Linked DNA regions of Mus musculus: all the other regions are linked to region 2. Evidence: chromatin contacts called from public HiChIP or PLAC-seq data. All regions are on one chromosome and are shown on one strand. Each heading gives the region's core, a stretch centred on a gene start, on an enhancer-like site or on the middle of the called end of the contact. The rest is flanking DNA. Distances are from core to core; before and after follow the strand shown.

Region 1 (2,700 bases), core at 53-2,552, 300 kb after region 2:
CAAAGGGGAGAGAGAACCTGTAGAGACCATCTCCAGTAGATAGACATGGCCCCCTGTTGACGGATGGGGCCACCCACCCATCTCAAAAACGTTAACCCAGAATTGCTCCCGTCTAAACGAAATGCAGAAACAACAACAACAAAAATGAAGCAGAGACTGAAGGAAAGAAAAGGCCATCCAGAGACTGCCCCACCTAGGCATCCAGCCCACCCGCAGACACTATTGCCGATGCCAAGAAGTGCTTGCCGACAGAGATCTGGTATGGCTGTCCCCTGAGAGGCTTTGCCAGCACCTGACCAATACAGATGCAGATACTCACAGCCAACCACTGGACTGAGCCAGGGGACCCTAGTGGAAGAGTTAGGAGAAGAACTGAAGGAGCTGAAGGGGTTTGCCACCTCATAGGAAGAACAATATTAACCAAACAGAATATCCCACCCCCCCAGAAACTCCCAGGAACTAAACCACCAACCAAAGAGTACACATGGTGGGATTCATGGCTCCAGCCGCATATGTTGCAGAGGATGACCTTGTCTGGTATCAATGGGAGGAGAGGCCCTTGGTCCTGTTTTTATTTCCTGCTGATATTTCTACATCACATGAATTTTGCAAACACATTATTAGTTTGACAAACATGAAACCAAAAGTGTTCTGCTATAGATTGGGGAAGCGCAGGCTTGGCACATCCACAGAGTCACCGCTAACAGGAGAGTTGAGTCCCAGACAGTCAAATGCTTTTTTTTTTTTTTTTTTTTTTTTTTTTTTTTGCTCAGGACTTAATGTTGGGTTTAGAGACAATAGTTGTAGATTTGAGTCCTTTTTTTAAAAAAAAAAAAAAAAAAAAAACGTGTCTCTACATAATAATTAACTATCCTTCTAAAACTGGAAGGAACACCAAGCTATTTGTTATTCCGACCGTGAAAGCGCGTGAAAGCACTTCTGCTGTCTGCAAAGCAGCACTCCACATTCTCGAGACAGCACGTGGCTCACAGTCAAGCGATGAGCTGTGGCCGGGTAGCACACTGGTTAGGTTTTTTTTTTTTTTTTTTTCCTTGCACTTCTTCACTTTTCATTTCTGATGTCTGTGTAAAGCAGGTGACAACAAAATCCGTCATTTGCAGAGGCCGTCACAGGTAGGTGAGGGTTCTAACACAGAGTGTTTACGGAGTTACCTTTAAGGAATTGCAGGGCCAGGGAAAGGCAGCTTTCTGCCTGTTAGTTCAGGTTCCTTCTCTGATGCTGCTGGGGTGTGAAAAGTGCCCAATAAGTGCAGCTCAGAAGAGGAGGCGGGGCCAATATGTGCAGCTCAGAAGAGGAGGCGGGGCCAATATGTGCAGCTCAGAAGAGGAGGCGGGGCCCTCAGCAGGCTCCTCAAGCACTGGATGTTCTTCCTTTACATTTGTCTGCAGGGGAGAGTGAATGGGGACAAGAAGTGGAGCCCAGAAGGTCGGGAGTCCTCAGAAAAGGCCAGAGGGCTAACATGTCCCCTCCTAAGCTGTCCCCCTCAGTCAGTGTGTCCTGACAGCTGCCCTGTGAGGCACGCATGTGATTTCTTTTTTTAAAAAAAAATTTTTTTTTCATTTTGCATGTATGAGTGTTTTGTCTGCTTGTATGACTATACACCACTGCAGTGAGGAACTAGAAGAATGTGTTGATCCGCTGGAGCCGGACTGTCAAGTGATCATTAGCCACAGCATAGGTGCTGGCCCTCTGCAAGAGCAGCCAGGGCACATAACCAATGCACTGCCTTGCCAGCACACCCATATGATCTTATTAAGGATAAACTCAAATGCCAGATTAATTTGTGGGTTATCTTCTTCCATTTTGATTAAATATATTCCTTCGGCATGGACAAAAGTTTGCTAAGTGGATAAAAAGAGTAGCCCATAGTTTTCTCCGAGGAATCTCATGGGATAGCCTGAGTTCTCGCCATGCCACTCAGATTGACCTAAAATTTAAAATATGTACAGTGTTTATTTCTGAAAATTTCCATTTCAGATTTATTTTCCTTTTGAAAAGGGTTACTTTTAACTCTGTATATGTGGGTGTCTCTGTGTGAGGGCACACATATATGTGTGCAGGTGCCTATAACGACCCATAGATGGCCCTAGGTCAACGTGGAACTAGAGTTACAGGCCATTGTGAGTCCCTGGACTTGAGTGCTGGAACCAAATTCAGACCATCTCCAAGAACAGTCAGCACTCTGCACCCTCCCCCTGCTCCACCCCTGCTGAAGACATCACTGCCTGTGATGAGCAGGCGTGAACTTCTATCATTTGTAAAACTGATTACTGTTGTTGTCTGACAATACACAGGATTTCTACTTTGCACACAGGGGCTTTCTTCCTGAGTTAACACTTTAGATTGAGAATCTAAAACCATGGGAGACAATTGTGGATCACCCTTGACCAAGAACAACCTGGCCTACAGTGTTCCCTAAGCCCATCCAACTGTTTTGTCAAAGAAACAACAGTACCAGTGATGTTCAAGGCAGCTGCTGAGCCAGGGGCAAGAGCCAAAGTTGCCTGCCAGCCACAGTCCTGCTTCACCACACCACTTAGCTGGTAGCGCCCTTGTTAGCATGGGGTCTTGCTATGCAGCCTTTGATTTTAGTGCGTGTGTGCGTGCGTGTTGCCTGTGTGTATGTCTGTGGTCCATGTGAATGTAGTACTTGTGAGAGCCACAGGATGCCACTCAATC
Region 2 (2,700 bases), core at 17-2,516:
CGCAAACAAGCATGGAACCCGAGTCCTGTGGATTTCTTTCCAAACTCCCCCATTTAAGACATCCACTATTCTGGTACATTATAGACCTGCCTATGGGGGAAGAGATACTATTTTGGATGCCAGGGTCTTTAACCTTACAAGTTATGCAGAGTCACCTGCCTACTAGGAACAGTTGAATACCTTGCATTTATATCATCCTTTGGAGTCTGCAACAGGGTGTATGGCTTATTGTTTTGTTGTTCTTTTGTATTGACGTTTTTGCAACAGTGATAGATGAAAAGAGTCTTTTCATTCATTCCCATGTGAGCCTCTAGGTTCCATCCCCAGTACCGCCAAGAAAAAAAGAACGATAATTTAGAATAGGCTATAACATTTTTAAAAATCCAATTGGGATTACTTTTGCAAAATAATGTGATTTCTTCAACTGTGCATCCATGGCAAAACAAACGCATGCGCTATGTATTAGTAAACTTAGCTCTAAATACGGCTGAAATTTGGTGAGTAATGTGATCATTCTTCGCAAGCATGCCAGCTCCTATCATGTTTAGAACCCTGTGTTCCGAGGTGCTCAAGTTCACGCAAAGGAATTTGCTAAATAAATCCCTGGCAAGCTTCTGTAGCCGTAAATACTTTCAAGTAGAAATGGCAAAATAACACACCCAAGTCAGTACCTAAACCTTCGGAGTTTAGGTCGCTTGTCATCTGAGTTTTTACCTGCTGGCTTCCCCTAAGGTGCATGTCACTCACTGAATTTTACGAACTGTAAGTCTGAGGAAGACTTTTAAGATCCATTTAAGATAGCTGATTCCTCGGGGCCCCACAGGAAAAGTGCACGCAGAGGTGCGGCCCTGCCAGGGTACGTGGGCTTCCTCCAAAGTGGCGTTCACACCCTAACCCCGCGTGGGCCAGACCGAGACCCCCAGCACCCAAACACCCTAAATTCTGGAAGATGATCACAGGCTATATGCACTTTGAGACACGTTTGGGACGGGCTGCTAAAAAGAAGTGTGTGGTTCTTGGGAACGGTGCACGATGAGGATAAACCACGAGTGAAAGTGCGCCGAGTGGGGAGGGCCGAGGGAACAGGGGTGACGGAGAGCGACCCACACATAACATACACCCCACGGAGCGGAGCGCACGGCTCGGTCCTCCGACCGACAGGGGGCGGGCTCCAGTCCCGCGTGGCGCCGCGCCTGCGCTTCCTGCCCCTCCCGGTCCGGGATGCTGCTACCGCTGCTGCGGAGAAGCTGCTTCCCTTCCTCTACTCCCGGCGGCGGCGGCGGCGGCGGTAGCGCGGAGCGGGTGGAGGGTGCGCGGGGGCCCGGGGCGCGCGGACGGCGGCCCGAGCGCGAGCCGTATGCGTGCATGGATCCCAGCGCCGCGCTGCACCGGCGGCCCGCGGGCGGCAGCCTGGGCGCGGTCTCCCCGGCGCTGTCGGGCGGCCAGGCCCGCCGGAGGAAGCAGCCCCCCAGGCCGGCCGACTTCAAGCTGCAGGTCATCATCATCGGCTCCCGCGGCGTGGGCAAGACCAGCCTGATGGAGCGCTTCACCGACGACACGTTCTGCGAGGCCTGCAAGTCCACCGTGGGTACGCCGGGCCTGTGGCGGGTGGGCCTGGGGGAGGTCGGGGCCCGGTCCCTGTCCCCATGGAAGCTCTGACCCTCTCCCAGGGCCTCAACGAATCATCCTACGGATGCCCGGGCATACCCGCCGTGGGCACATCTGGCATCCGAGCCGCGCACAGCCCAGGTCTCCGTGGAAGCCCGACCCTCTCTTGTGGCCAGACCGAGCTTTTCCGTGGCCTTTCCGCGGGTGTCGGACCCCCGAAGCCCAAACATTCCCTCCCGGAGCCTTCACCAGTCATGAGGTCCGGGTGATGCATCCGCGGAAACTCCCGGTCCGTTACTCCTGCTCACCCAGGAAAACGGCTTTGTGAACCGAAAGTAGAGCTGAAGGCCACCCACCAGTGCAGTGCCCCGGGGTTACTCACCATCTTAAATGGGTCCGGACCTCGCAGCTTTGCAGGCTGGAGGGATGGACCAAGGTTTGCTTTCTCATTTTCTGTCTATTTTCGTGGTTTACAGAAAAGAAGTTTGTTGCAGAGACAGTTCGCGCTAAAGCTACACTCGGGTTTCTTTCTTGTTCTGTGCACAAATGTAGGGCAAAGGGATTTCAGCTGTGTTTATCCTTGACCTCAAATAACCGGGTGGATAGGCGGGCAAAGTAAGGGCGATTTCCCGGCACCCACCCGAGGTCGGTGAATTACCGGGAAATCCATAGGTAACGCTCCTGTTACCTTCCTCGGGATCTGGGTTTGAAACTGCAAGGGAATGTTTTTAGTGACACTGGATTGACAGGGCTTGACATAGAGGTTTGTTGGGGTTATGGGAAACAGTTGTGACCATGGAAAAGCTACCTGGAAAACTCTCATTTGGGGTGGCTTATAGAAAAAGGGGGTGAGCAGGAGGGACTGGACAGAGTGACAAAAAATCTAGCGTTCTCCCTGAATCCTAGCCCCAAGGAGAGGAAGGTGGATCTCTGATTTCGAGGCCAGCCTGGTCTGTCTACACAGTGAGTTCCAGGACAGCCAGGGCTATGCAGAGAGACCCTGTCTCAAAACAAACAAAATCTCAGCTTGGAGGTTTGAAAAGCTAAACACTGGTGCACATATTTTCCGTTGTAACCATTGATGGTTCCCGT
Region 3 (2,700 bases), core at 103-2,602, 280 kb after region 2:
GGAGAAAAGCCAGTGGCAAACAAATCGGTACTCAGAGTCAGAAGATCAGTAGTTGAATGGTGTTAAGAAGAAAGGGGAGGGGAGGGGAGGGGAGGGGAGGGGAGGAAAGGGGAGGGGAGGGGAGGGCCCTCATGGATCTCAGGGAGAGGTTACCAACCCTTCACAGGTTTCATCCAAGGAATAAAGGAGATAATTTATTTGCAGAGAGAAGCGAACCCATTTAAACACGCTTCCCCCTCTTTCCCACCGAGTCTGCTTTGGTCTTTGGGACTTGGGGCGCACCTCTTCTCCATTACTTCCTCTTGTCTTACGTGATACCCTCAAGCCTCTGATGGCTTTGTGTTTTATATATATATTGTTTTGTTCTTTTGGTTCAGTTACTTTTATACTGTTTACATGGGCCATTACTTTAGCTTCAGGAAACACTAGCTTTACAACGGATTTATTAAGTACCTAACTGTGCGTGCCGCAGCACTTGAAACCTAGCCAAGGGAGCCAGGCCCTCAGCGAGCCAGGGTGGTTGGGAGTGAGAAAGGCCAGATCAGGCAGGGTCTGAAAAAACAAAAACAAAAACAAAAACAAAAAACAAAAAACAAAAAACTGAGTTCTTCCTCCAACTGCCTTCTAACATCAGAAGGGACACCGACATCTTGGAATCTCAGAGAAGTGAGTTGTGAAATATCCCAGTTTCCCAAATTCACGAACTGCTCATGAGGTTTATGAGAAATGGTGTGGAGAAGATTTTAGTGCCAGCAATATGGATGGAGGGAATAATTATGCACATGGGAGAAACAGGGAGTTCCTTGCATGAGACCTAGCAATGTCACGGAGCCCTGCCTGGTAGGAGTGGCTGCAGCTACCAGCGTTGGGACCATCTTGAACCCAGCTTGCACTCCTAGTTGTCTTTGCTTCCTTTCCCATTAAAAGTAAGGAGTGCCTGCCTCAGCAGTTTGCCACAGGATGGCGAGAGATTAACCTGTGTGCTCAGACTGACGCCCAGGAAGCCAACATCACACACACACACACACACACACACACACACACACACACACACCCCGGTACTCACCTGAGCTTTGGCTGCAGGACCTCCCACACTCAGAAAGAGGGAACCGCTAACATCATGATTTCTGGAGATTTCTGATCTCTTCCATCAGCACCACTGAGACTAACCAGAGTTTTTACAAGAAGCAAAGGACATTTGGATTCAGGGCAGCAGGGGAAAAAAAAAAAGTTTTTCAAAGCAAGTACCCTCGGGATAGAAAAAAAGATTCCAGTCTCAGTTCTCTTCCTGACAGCCCCAGTCAAGGAAGGAGGAGGGAGAGGAGGGAGGAGACAGAGAAAGATCAAGGGCCCCAGGGCAGGAACAGGAGGCGGGGCCACAGGGGATGGAAAGACAGGAAACAAAGGCCCAACAGAGTTCACTGGCTTTCTGACCGAATTCCCAATTCTCTAATCCCCAGCAATGATTTGTTTGAACAAAGTGATGCTCACAAGTCAAGTCCACCCCATAGGATCAGGCTTCAGGAAAAAGGACACATCTGGGGGAACCTGAGGCAAAGGCAAGGGCCTGCTTAGTCTCCTATTCTGCGAGATACACCCTAGAAACAGAAATAATACAGAATTAACTGTTCATACTTAGTCTGCAGTGTTGTAAACCTTCCTCCTTGGCCCTGAATGCTCCAGGTACGCAGTTTGCATTTGGAATCCCTGGTAGTATTTGGAGGTGGCAAAACTTGGTTTTTTTGTTTGTTTGTTTGTTTTGTTTTGTTTTGTTTTGTTTTGTTTTAATATGGGTATTTATTTTTTTAATTGGGTAATTTCTTTATTTACATTCCAAATGTTATCCCCTTTCCTGGCTGCCCCTCCGAAAAACCCCTCCCCCTCCCCCTCCTCCTGTCCACCAACGCATCCACTCCAGTTTCCTGTCCCTAGCAATTCCCTACACTGGGACATCAAGCCTTCACAGGACCAAGGGACTCTCCTCCCACTGATGACCAACTAGGCCATCCTCTGCTGCATATGCAGCTGGAGCTATGAGTCCCACCATGTGTGCTCTTTGGTTGGTGGTTTAGTTTCTGGGAGCTCTGGGGGTACTGGTTAGTTCATATTGTTGTCCCTCCCATGGGGCTGCAGACCCCTTCAGCTTCTTAGGTCCTTTCTCTAGCTCCTCGAGGTGGCAAAACTTTAAGGGGACATCTTTGAATTCTTAGCTAATCTTCCTTCTTTCCCTGTTTATCTCACATCCCAGCCTTGAGGGAAGCAGCTTTGTGTCACCACATCTTCCCTGACAGTGTGTGCTGCCCTATACAAGGCCACCAGAGCCTGGGCTAAAGCCTCTATGACTGTGTGGGCCAAAGCTTCTATAGCTGCAAGCCAGAATAAATTCTTTCTTCTTGTAAGTAAACTGTCTCAGGTGTTTTGTTATAGTAACAGAAATCGGACTAACCCCACCAGGCCAACCCATGTTTCACAGAGCTCTCTAGTGTGGGGTCACCTTGGCTTCAACTCTCATAGCTCCTTAGGCTTTAACATCGTTTTTAAATATTTTTTGTTGCCTTGTCCTCCCTGCTCACTTTTCTCGAGTATCATGAGGCACAAATCAACCAAGCATTAACGGAGACATGCATTTCCGTTTCGGTAAAAAACATTTTACAAATCCAATCTTAAACTCTTCCCCTTTTAAAGCTTGCTTCAGTGACT

The links. HiChIP or PLAC-seq counts read pairs in DNA pulled down with a chosen protein or histone mark.
Region 1: an H3K4me3 HiChIP or PLAC-seq map of embryonic stem cells shows a contact between it and region 2, with 28 read pairs. The contact joins the enhancer-like site here to the promoter of Rab12 in region 2. A contact is called at or near these places in 9 of 39 promoter capture datasets (the 3T3-L1 cell line, the C10 cell line, the HPC-7 cell line and 5 more), 2 of 15 datasets of contacts at CTCF or cohesin (embryonic stem cells and large pre-B cells), 5 of 484 Hi-C or Micro-C datasets (all in embryonic stem cells), 16 of 115 datasets of contacts at active chromatin or transcription factors (craniofacial prominence, embryonic basal ganglia, embryonic forebrain and 10 more) and 2 of 9 other capture datasets (adipose tissue and liver).
Region 3: an H3K4me3 HiChIP or PLAC-seq map of craniofacial prominence shows a contact between it and region 2, with 4 times the contacts expected there. The contact joins the enhancer-like site here to the promoter of Rab12 in region 2. A contact is called at or near these places in 4 of 39 promoter capture datasets (the HPC-7 cell line, cranial neural crest, embryonic stem cells and 1 more), 2 of 15 datasets of contacts at CTCF or cohesin (the NIH/3T3 cell line and embryonic stem cells), 17 of 115 datasets of contacts at active chromatin or transcription factors (craniofacial prominence, embryonic basal ganglia, embryonic forebrain and 9 more) and 2 of 9 other capture datasets (adipose tissue and liver).

The regions. Positions count from the first base shown.
Region 1 is chr17:66,218,488-66,221,187 of GRCm38.p6, reverse strand. No RefSeq gene overlaps it. Among named protein-coding and RNA genes, the nearest start is that of Gm20742, 27 kb to the right of the region's middle. Within about 2 kb of position 1,302, at least 3 of the 459 cell types and tissues checked have an H3K27ac peak or open chromatin away from gene starts, as enhancers often do.
Region 2 is chr17:66,518,236-66,520,935 of GRCm38.p6, reverse strand. Rab12 (RAB12, member RAS oncogene family) reads left to right here and starts at 1,266. Exons shown (of 6, transcript NM_024448.2): 1 at 1,266-1,588. The coding sequence starts at 1,366. It overlaps Gm41608 (a long non-coding RNA gene), which reads right to left. Exons shown (of 3, transcript XR_876914.3): 1 at 1,991-2,700.
Region 3 is chr17:66,240,748-66,243,447 of GRCm38.p6, reverse strand. No RefSeq gene overlaps it. Among named protein-coding and RNA genes, the nearest start is that of Gm20742, 50 kb to the right of the region's middle. Within about 2 kb of position 1,352, at least 29 of the 459 cell types and tissues checked have an H3K27ac peak or open chromatin away from gene starts, as enhancers often do. A contact at or near this core is called in craniofacial prominence and pancreatic cancer cells, where this site is marked.